Regions from separate parts of the Arabidopsis thaliana genome. Here region 1 is linked to region 2. Evidence: chromatin contacts called from public targeted proximity ligation data. All regions are on one chromosome and are shown on one strand. The core of a region is the stretch at or near the end of the contact, and the rest is flanking DNA. Distances in the headings are between cores, read along the strand shown.

What was found.
Region 1: a contact with region 2 is called in a targeted proximity ligation map of shoot, with 12 read pairs. A contact is called at or near these places in 3 of 26 Hi-C or Micro-C datasets (root, shoot and vegetative nucleus) and 1 of 2 datasets of targeted methods (shoot).

What each region holds. Positions count from the first base shown.
Region 1 is chr3:20,242,457-20,246,351 of TAIR10.1, forward strand. It overlaps AT3G54680 (proteophosphoglycan-like protein), which reads left to right and starts at 1,828. Exons shown (of 2, transcript NM_115325.5): 1 at 1,828-2,746; 2 at 3,233-3,624. The coding sequence starts at 2,112. The coding sequence ends at 3,233. TTN8 (Structural maintenance of chromosomes (SMC) family protein) reads left to right here. Exons shown (of 18, transcript NM_001339686.1): 16 at 234-485; 17 at 876-1,103; 18 at 1,197-1,590. The coding sequence ends at 1,245.
Region 2 is chr3:20,208,797-20,212,113 of TAIR10.1, forward strand. It overlaps DJ1F (Class I glutamine amidotransferase-like superfamily protein), which reads left to right and starts at 1,996. Exons shown (of 4, transcript NM_115317.6): 1 at 1,996-2,431; 2 at 2,662-3,135; 3 at 3,229-3,317. The coding sequence starts at 2,252.

The DNA of each region.
Region 1 (3,895 bases), core at 578-3,077, 33 kb after region 2:
CTAGAGCTTTGAAGACAATTGTTACCAAATATCAACGACTATATGGTATTATGGTGAAACCAAATACCGAACAAGTAAAAGTCTGAAGATTCTAGTTCTGGGGAAATTACCTGTCAAAGTTACTGTTTGGATACAATGCACACACATGCACATGTACAAAGAACATATTCAGTTTTTTCCCAACTAATATATTCCATTATAGTTTTTTCTGCTCATTTCAAATTGTTGTGCAGGTATGAGCTATTTATGGAAGCTTTCAACCACATTGCTAGCAACATTGACAAGATCTATAAGCAACTAACCAAGAGTAATACGCACCCACTGGGTGGGACTGCTTATCTAAACCTAGAAAATGAGGATGATCCGTTTCTACATGGTATAAAGTATACTACAATGCCCCCAACAAAGCGATTTCGTGACATGGAACAGCTCTCTGGAGGAGAGAAAACAGTTGCGGCCTTGGCGTTGCTCTTCTCCATACATAGGTATCCTCAACGACCTAGATATCCCATTTGTTTCAATGTTAAAAGTGATTTTGTAGGTTCATATTGATTTATCTGTGGTGTTTAGTTTCACTCTTTGAAATTGGACTAGAAGATGGTGATCTTGCCAGATGAAATTTGTTATTTGTGTCTGGAACCATCAGATTTGTTTGACTCCTTAGCATTGGTTTTACCAGTCTGGCATCGTCTTAGGTTTTCTGTTCCTAGTAAAATACCCATCTTCAAAATCGCTTTTTGTTTCTTTACGATCTGAAATTTGGCCTACGCTCTCGTGTAAATATAGCATGGTTGTTCTGCAAAAGAAGTTTCCATGGTCAGTTGTTATGAGGATTTGATGAAGTTTGTGGTGTTGATTACCTTTCCATTTTTCAGCTATAGGCCTTCACCCTTTTTCATACTTGATGAAGTGGATGCTGCGCTTGATAATCTAAACGTGGCAAAAGTTGCTAAATTCATTCGTAGCAAGTCATGCCAAGCCGCACGTGACAATCAGGATGCAGAGGATGGGAATGGCTTCCAAAGCATTGTAATATCTCTCAAGGACAGCTTCTATGACAAGGCGGAGGCTCTGGTTGGAGTTTACAGAGACACCGAGAGGAGGTAAGCAGAATATCCACATAAATCTTTTGTACATGCGTCTATTTTATTGGCATAATATCTGAGAACTCGTTGGAGATGTATTTTTGGCTGCAGTTGCTCAAGTACAATGTCATTTGACCTTAGGAACTACCAAGAATCGTGATTGGTTCAACAACCCTCGGGGGATTAGGGTTTAGGTAAGTATAAGAACCCTAACTTTGTAAGTATAGCAAGTACTGAATGATGTTTGATTGTTAGGTTTGTAATTTTTGTGTCACAATGTTAAAAGGTATTTCACAGTGGTAAGGTGCTTTATTTGCGATTTGATTTGGCATAGGACCTTATAAGTTCTGACACTGTAGAGAACCTATGGAACCTTTTCTTATGTGATACTATAAGAAACTCGTGATTTTAGCTGCATCTGATTGACGTTTTATGTTTTGATAATAGTTTTTGGAGACATGTTGTCAAAGTAGAAGTAAAGACAAATGTTTCTTTAATTCGTCGGACTAGAAATCAAATCTTCAAAAGCCATTTTTGTCGTCCCAATCGACTTTCAAAAAAGCTTTAAATTAGAACGACACAACAATGAATGATTTAACCCACAAAAAGCTTGAATCCAAAAGGTTTGACTTTTCAGAATTTAGTCTTAAAATTCCGTAATCCTATATATTAACGGATAAGATCCAACAGAGCTTCAGAATTTGTCCTTAACTCATATTCTTCTTATTTTCTATATTATAATTCGAGGGTTACGTGTCATATGCCTACTACTGACATCACTTGCGTCTTCCTTTTCTCTTGTCCTCTTTCGTAATCATTAAAGTAAGTACCTTTTAAAAAAAATAAAGAAACCAACGGTGGGAGAGGAAGCAGAGAGAGAGAAAATAAAAAAAACAGAAAACGAGAAAACCAGAGATTCATCAATTCATTGATTCTTTAGTTCTTCTTCGTCCGTCTAACCTTAGAAACTTATAGCTACAGCGAGAGAAGACGAAGAAGAATAAGAATAAGAAGAAAGAAAATTGAATGGCGGCAAGAGCCAACAACAAATACACCTCTATCAACTTCAACCACATCCTTCACAAAGATCCTCCTTCATCTTCTTCATCTTCCTCCTCTGCTTCTTATTCCTCCGTCGCTCGTTCCAATGGCCGTATGCTCGTCCTCACCAAATCTTCCCCCAAACCTCTAAGATCTCCCTCCGCTGCTCCCACCACCACTACGACCGCACCTCCTATCTCTACAGCTCCGAGGATTCCTTCAAATCAAGCCATCTCTGATCCAGATCCGAGTCAGATCTCTCTTCGTCCCTTAGGTCATACAGGATCTAGTTCCTCGCTTTCTTTTCCAATTCGGACTCCTGAAATCAACAAGGCTCCGGAGGTAAATGCTCCAACTCCGGTTTCATTGTCCCCGAAACCTGATCGGTTCGTGCCGCCGCATCTTAGGCCAGGTTTTGTTCGGAAAGACGAGAAACCTGGACTCAACTCTTCTCGAGTTAGAGATCCGAATCCGAATCTGAATCAGAGATTGCCTAACCAGGAACAGCCACGGCAGGAATATTTCGGTTATGGACAGCCCGGACGGCCCAAATCGGGCGGGTATGAGAGGATCCGTACGGATCCGAGAATAACCGGAAACCGACCCGGCACCTCCGGATGGTATGTTCATCCCTCTCGTAATAATCGTTGTTCTAGCATTACTAGAGAGTGTCTAGGCTTCTTAGCTCTGCCTCAACGGAATTATCTTGAGATTTATTCTACGTTATTGATAGTTTTTGCCTTTCATGCTGATAATTAAGTAAAATTGGAAATGAGATTATTCTGGTTGTTTGGATTTTTGCTGAAGAAGTAGTCATGGGAGCCGAATCCACCATGTGTCTGAACATTAGGATTCGTTTGACCATAGAGAATGTCATCTTCACGTGGATTCGATTTTGAGATGAGAAAGTAATATGAAGGTGTTTTTTGTGTGGAGAAGCTACTCTTGTTTGTCCTTTACTCTTTTTTTGTGTGTTTGATCCAAGGTTGTGTACTTAAAGCTATATATATTATATGATGGAATCATATCTGTTCATTGCTCATCTCAACTCTATTCTGTATAATTTTCTGGGGGAAGTTGTAACTAAAGTTCATTTGTCTGTGCAGATGAGCTTGCTGGGATGATGCCTAGTTAACTCACTCGATGATGGAGGTGGAACTTTACTTACTTCTGAACGTTGAAAACAGTGACTTGTCATTTCTCACTTCTTTTGATCAAACCAGAGATTATCAAAGACCAACCCCCAAGATTCAGTAGATTTGTAGAAGAATGTTGTTTTGGGATCAGGCTGGGTGATACTATGACACAAATAACACTTGTTCTCTTACTTGTCTCACTCATGTTTCAAAAACTTTGTTTATGTAACTATAATTCTGTTATAGCACGTGTTGTTTAGGTATTAATCTATAGATTCTATTACCATTTGGTTTATAAGAAAAACATTTGTTTCTGGATGTATGTTTCAGCAAAAGAAATTTCCACTTTTGTTTATTTCACCATTTGCAATTGCAAGAAAATCTAACTAACAATAGCAAAAATATAGACAAAATAAGCAAAATGGAAAATATGTACATACTTTTTTGGGAGAGATCCACTTGTAAAAGACAAAAGGTGACTATAATTGACTAATTGAGGACTGAGAACATATTGGGAAGGATTTTGTGGCCATTGGTTTGAAGACCAATACGTTATTTTTTTTTATGTCATTTTTTCGAACGTATTTGAAAACCCAATTTAAAATGTATTTTTTCGTGTAAAAAATGATGCTA
Region 2 (3,317 bases), core at 746-3,245:
CCACAATTTTTAACTCTTGGAGGTTTCATTTTCCTACCTAAATCTGGTATGGATTAAAAAAGAAAACTCAAACTAAAAAACAATTATGAGACGACAATTCCCAAAGATATCAAGAAGACAAGAACTACATTTTACTCCACAACTATATTCTATCGCATTATTTTTATTAAAAGATTTTCATTGATATAAAAGGAATTAAAAAGGAACTCTAATCGAACCATTACATCCAACCACAAAAGGGAAAAAAAAAGGTGAAAGTTTAAAACATGAAATAGCTAATTCAAGATTTTATATCTTTATTTTTCCGAAATATTTTTGTCCCTTACGATTAAATTCAATAAACCAAAGAACTAAAAGAGTGGTTGTCTAGTGGTAGTACAAGGGAATTGGTTTCTTTGTACACCGGGTTCAATTCTGTTTAGAAACAGAGAAATATTCTTTAAATGAAAATGGACTAAAGACTAGCTCCGGATATAGAAGAAGATTATAGATCCAAATTCCAAAACTTTCGCGAGCCCGAACTTTCTTAGCTAAACAAAAAGAAATCTAATATAAAAATAAGAAGAAGAAACAACCAAGGAACGATAAGAGGTAATTATGCTATAAAAAGCGGTCACTTGTCTTGGTTCTCGAGGATAGAAATCAAGTTTGCACAATCGGAAGCGAAAATACCAAACATCTTGCCGGTAGAGATCATGCATTAATTCCATTGCCCATAACAGATAATCAAATTCTGCATGGAGCGACAATAAACTCCGACGGCTACTTCTGAGACCTTGATGAAGAACTAAGTTTTGTTTCACTAGAACCCAACTATATCCGCTCAGAGCCATCTTCATGCCAAGGCGCATTAAACAGAGATCAAGATAGGGGGATCTAGATTAAACGTTGGAGGTGTGACAGAAATTATGGACTCTTCTTTTAGGGAAGCTTGTTTCCAAGCTGCAAGATGTTCAACGCTCACAAATATGTTAGCATATGATATGATTAGGTTTTTGAATTCTATATTTTTATATGTCGCAAGCGCACTACAATTAATAAATCTTCTTAGGGTAGAATTTCAATCCATAAGCAGGCTACTAATTATACCATGAATACTACCATTTTCCCCTCTTTTTTTTATTTATGATAAGGTTTCTACGTTAGTAACTCTTATATATATGTTTTGACTGTTACACACTTGTGGAATCATGATGGCTGGATTGGTGATTCGACCATTTTGACATTGAAAACCGGTCTCCCTCCAATTACCTTGAAGCGTTATGCAATAAGTGTAAATGTCTGCTTTCGAATGGTTTTAGCAGTCCATGAGGCTAATCGACCCAACCCAACTCATAGACTATAGAGTTACATCATTTCCGTTGCATGTCTCTTGTGACACAAAGAACTAAACAAGATAAGAGAGAATTAGAGAAGCTATAAAACATAAAATCACTACATGTCACATTTATCATTTACTATGTTGAATATTTTTACCGTTCAATTTAAAGAAATCCAACAATATGCTTAAAATAATTTTTTTGATTAATGTTTCCAAATTCTATATGTTCTTTTAATCATATGGTAATTGATTATTTTCGACCATTCTGATAAAGTTTGGAGTACACTGTATTTTTTTTTAAAAATAGAAGAAATGTATATATAAATTAACTAAGAATATATTAAGTTTTATTGTTTTAATAAAGTAGTTTCATTGCTGCATGCACTCTGCCATTTACATAAAATGCAAGCCTTGTAATTTACTTTTCTTCATTAATTGTTTAAGATTTGTTTTCAATTTTAATTTTGTTAAGAAAACAAATCTTAATACGTTTTTTTATTTTGCTGGCTCTGAGGCAACAAACTTTTTTTACAATTACTTCTTTGTCATCCCCACTTAATCTGGCCTTACCGTTTTTATTTGGCTTCCCGGGTTATGCATAAGAAGATGTCAAGTAGGTGAGAGGTTGGTGTGCGTAGGGAATTTGCAATTAACACGTGTTTATTTTAACTCTCTTCAATTTTAAATGGTGAGAGTAGACGTAGCAAACTAGTCTAATCGCGAACTAAACCACTTTATATTTTTTGAACGAAATAGAAATTGTTGTAGTTTTCTATAAATTATTTTTTAATAATCTCCAAATAGAGCAACGTATCCACTTATATATATAACCTTATCTCTTTTTTTATTGGAGAAAAAAAAAGTACACTGTGATAATTTGAACTCATATATATACACACTAGTTGTGTGTGCTTGTCTTAAGAAAAAACAATGGGATCAATGGCTCAGAAATCGGTTTTGATGTTATGCGGAGAGTTCATGGAAGCCTACGAGACTATAGTACCTCTCTACGTCCTCCAAGCGTTTGGTGTTAGCGTCCACTGCGTTTCTCCTGGTCGCAAAACTGGCGACAAGTGCGTCATGGCCGCTCACGATCTCCTTGGCCTCGAGGCATTTCTCGAATCTTTCACTTTTTCTTCATTTCAGTTTTTTTCCCTTGCAATCGTTCTTTGCATATTTAGTAAAACAATGCGATCAAATGCTCATAATTGGGTGGACTTTCCCCTTTATTATCTTTATCCAAAAAGTTTAGATAATTGGGTGGTCTCAACCCAAAATGCATGGGCCTACTCTTAACAGTAAAAAAGAAGAGTTTCAATTTGACTTTTACCTTTTTACAGATATACACCGAACTGGTGGTTGACCATCTAACACTAAACGCTAACTTCGATGGCGTCATCCCCGACCAATACGACGCCATCATCATTCCCGGTGGACGTTTCACGGAACTTTTGAGCGCCGACGAGAAATGCGTGAGTCTTGTTGCTAGATTCGCCGAACTCAAGAAGCTCATCTTCACGAGCTGCCACAGCCAGCTGTTTCTTGCGGCGGCAGGTCTGCTCACCGGTGGAATGAAGTGCACGGCGTTCGAAAGCATGAAACCGTTTATCGAGCTCTCCGGCGGCGCATGGTGGCAACAGCCTGGAGTCCAGACCCTTTTCGAAATCACTGATTGTGTCAAGGACGGCAGTTTCATGTCCACTATGGGGTGGCCAACGCTTGGCCATAGTCTCAAAGTTTTGTTAGAATCACTTGGCTCCAAGATTTCTAGCTCTAAAGAGAATCATCAGACTTCTTTGCTTTTCTTGATTGGGGTAAGTAGCTTATTTTCATAAGACTCTCTTTTAGACTTTATATATTGGAATTAAAAAAATGGTCTGACTAATACGTAATTTTGGTATATTTAGGATTGTGTTGAAGATTATAGTATCAACGTACCATTTAAAGCGTTTCAAGCTTTGGGATGTAAAGTGGATGCAGTGACGCCAACCAAGAA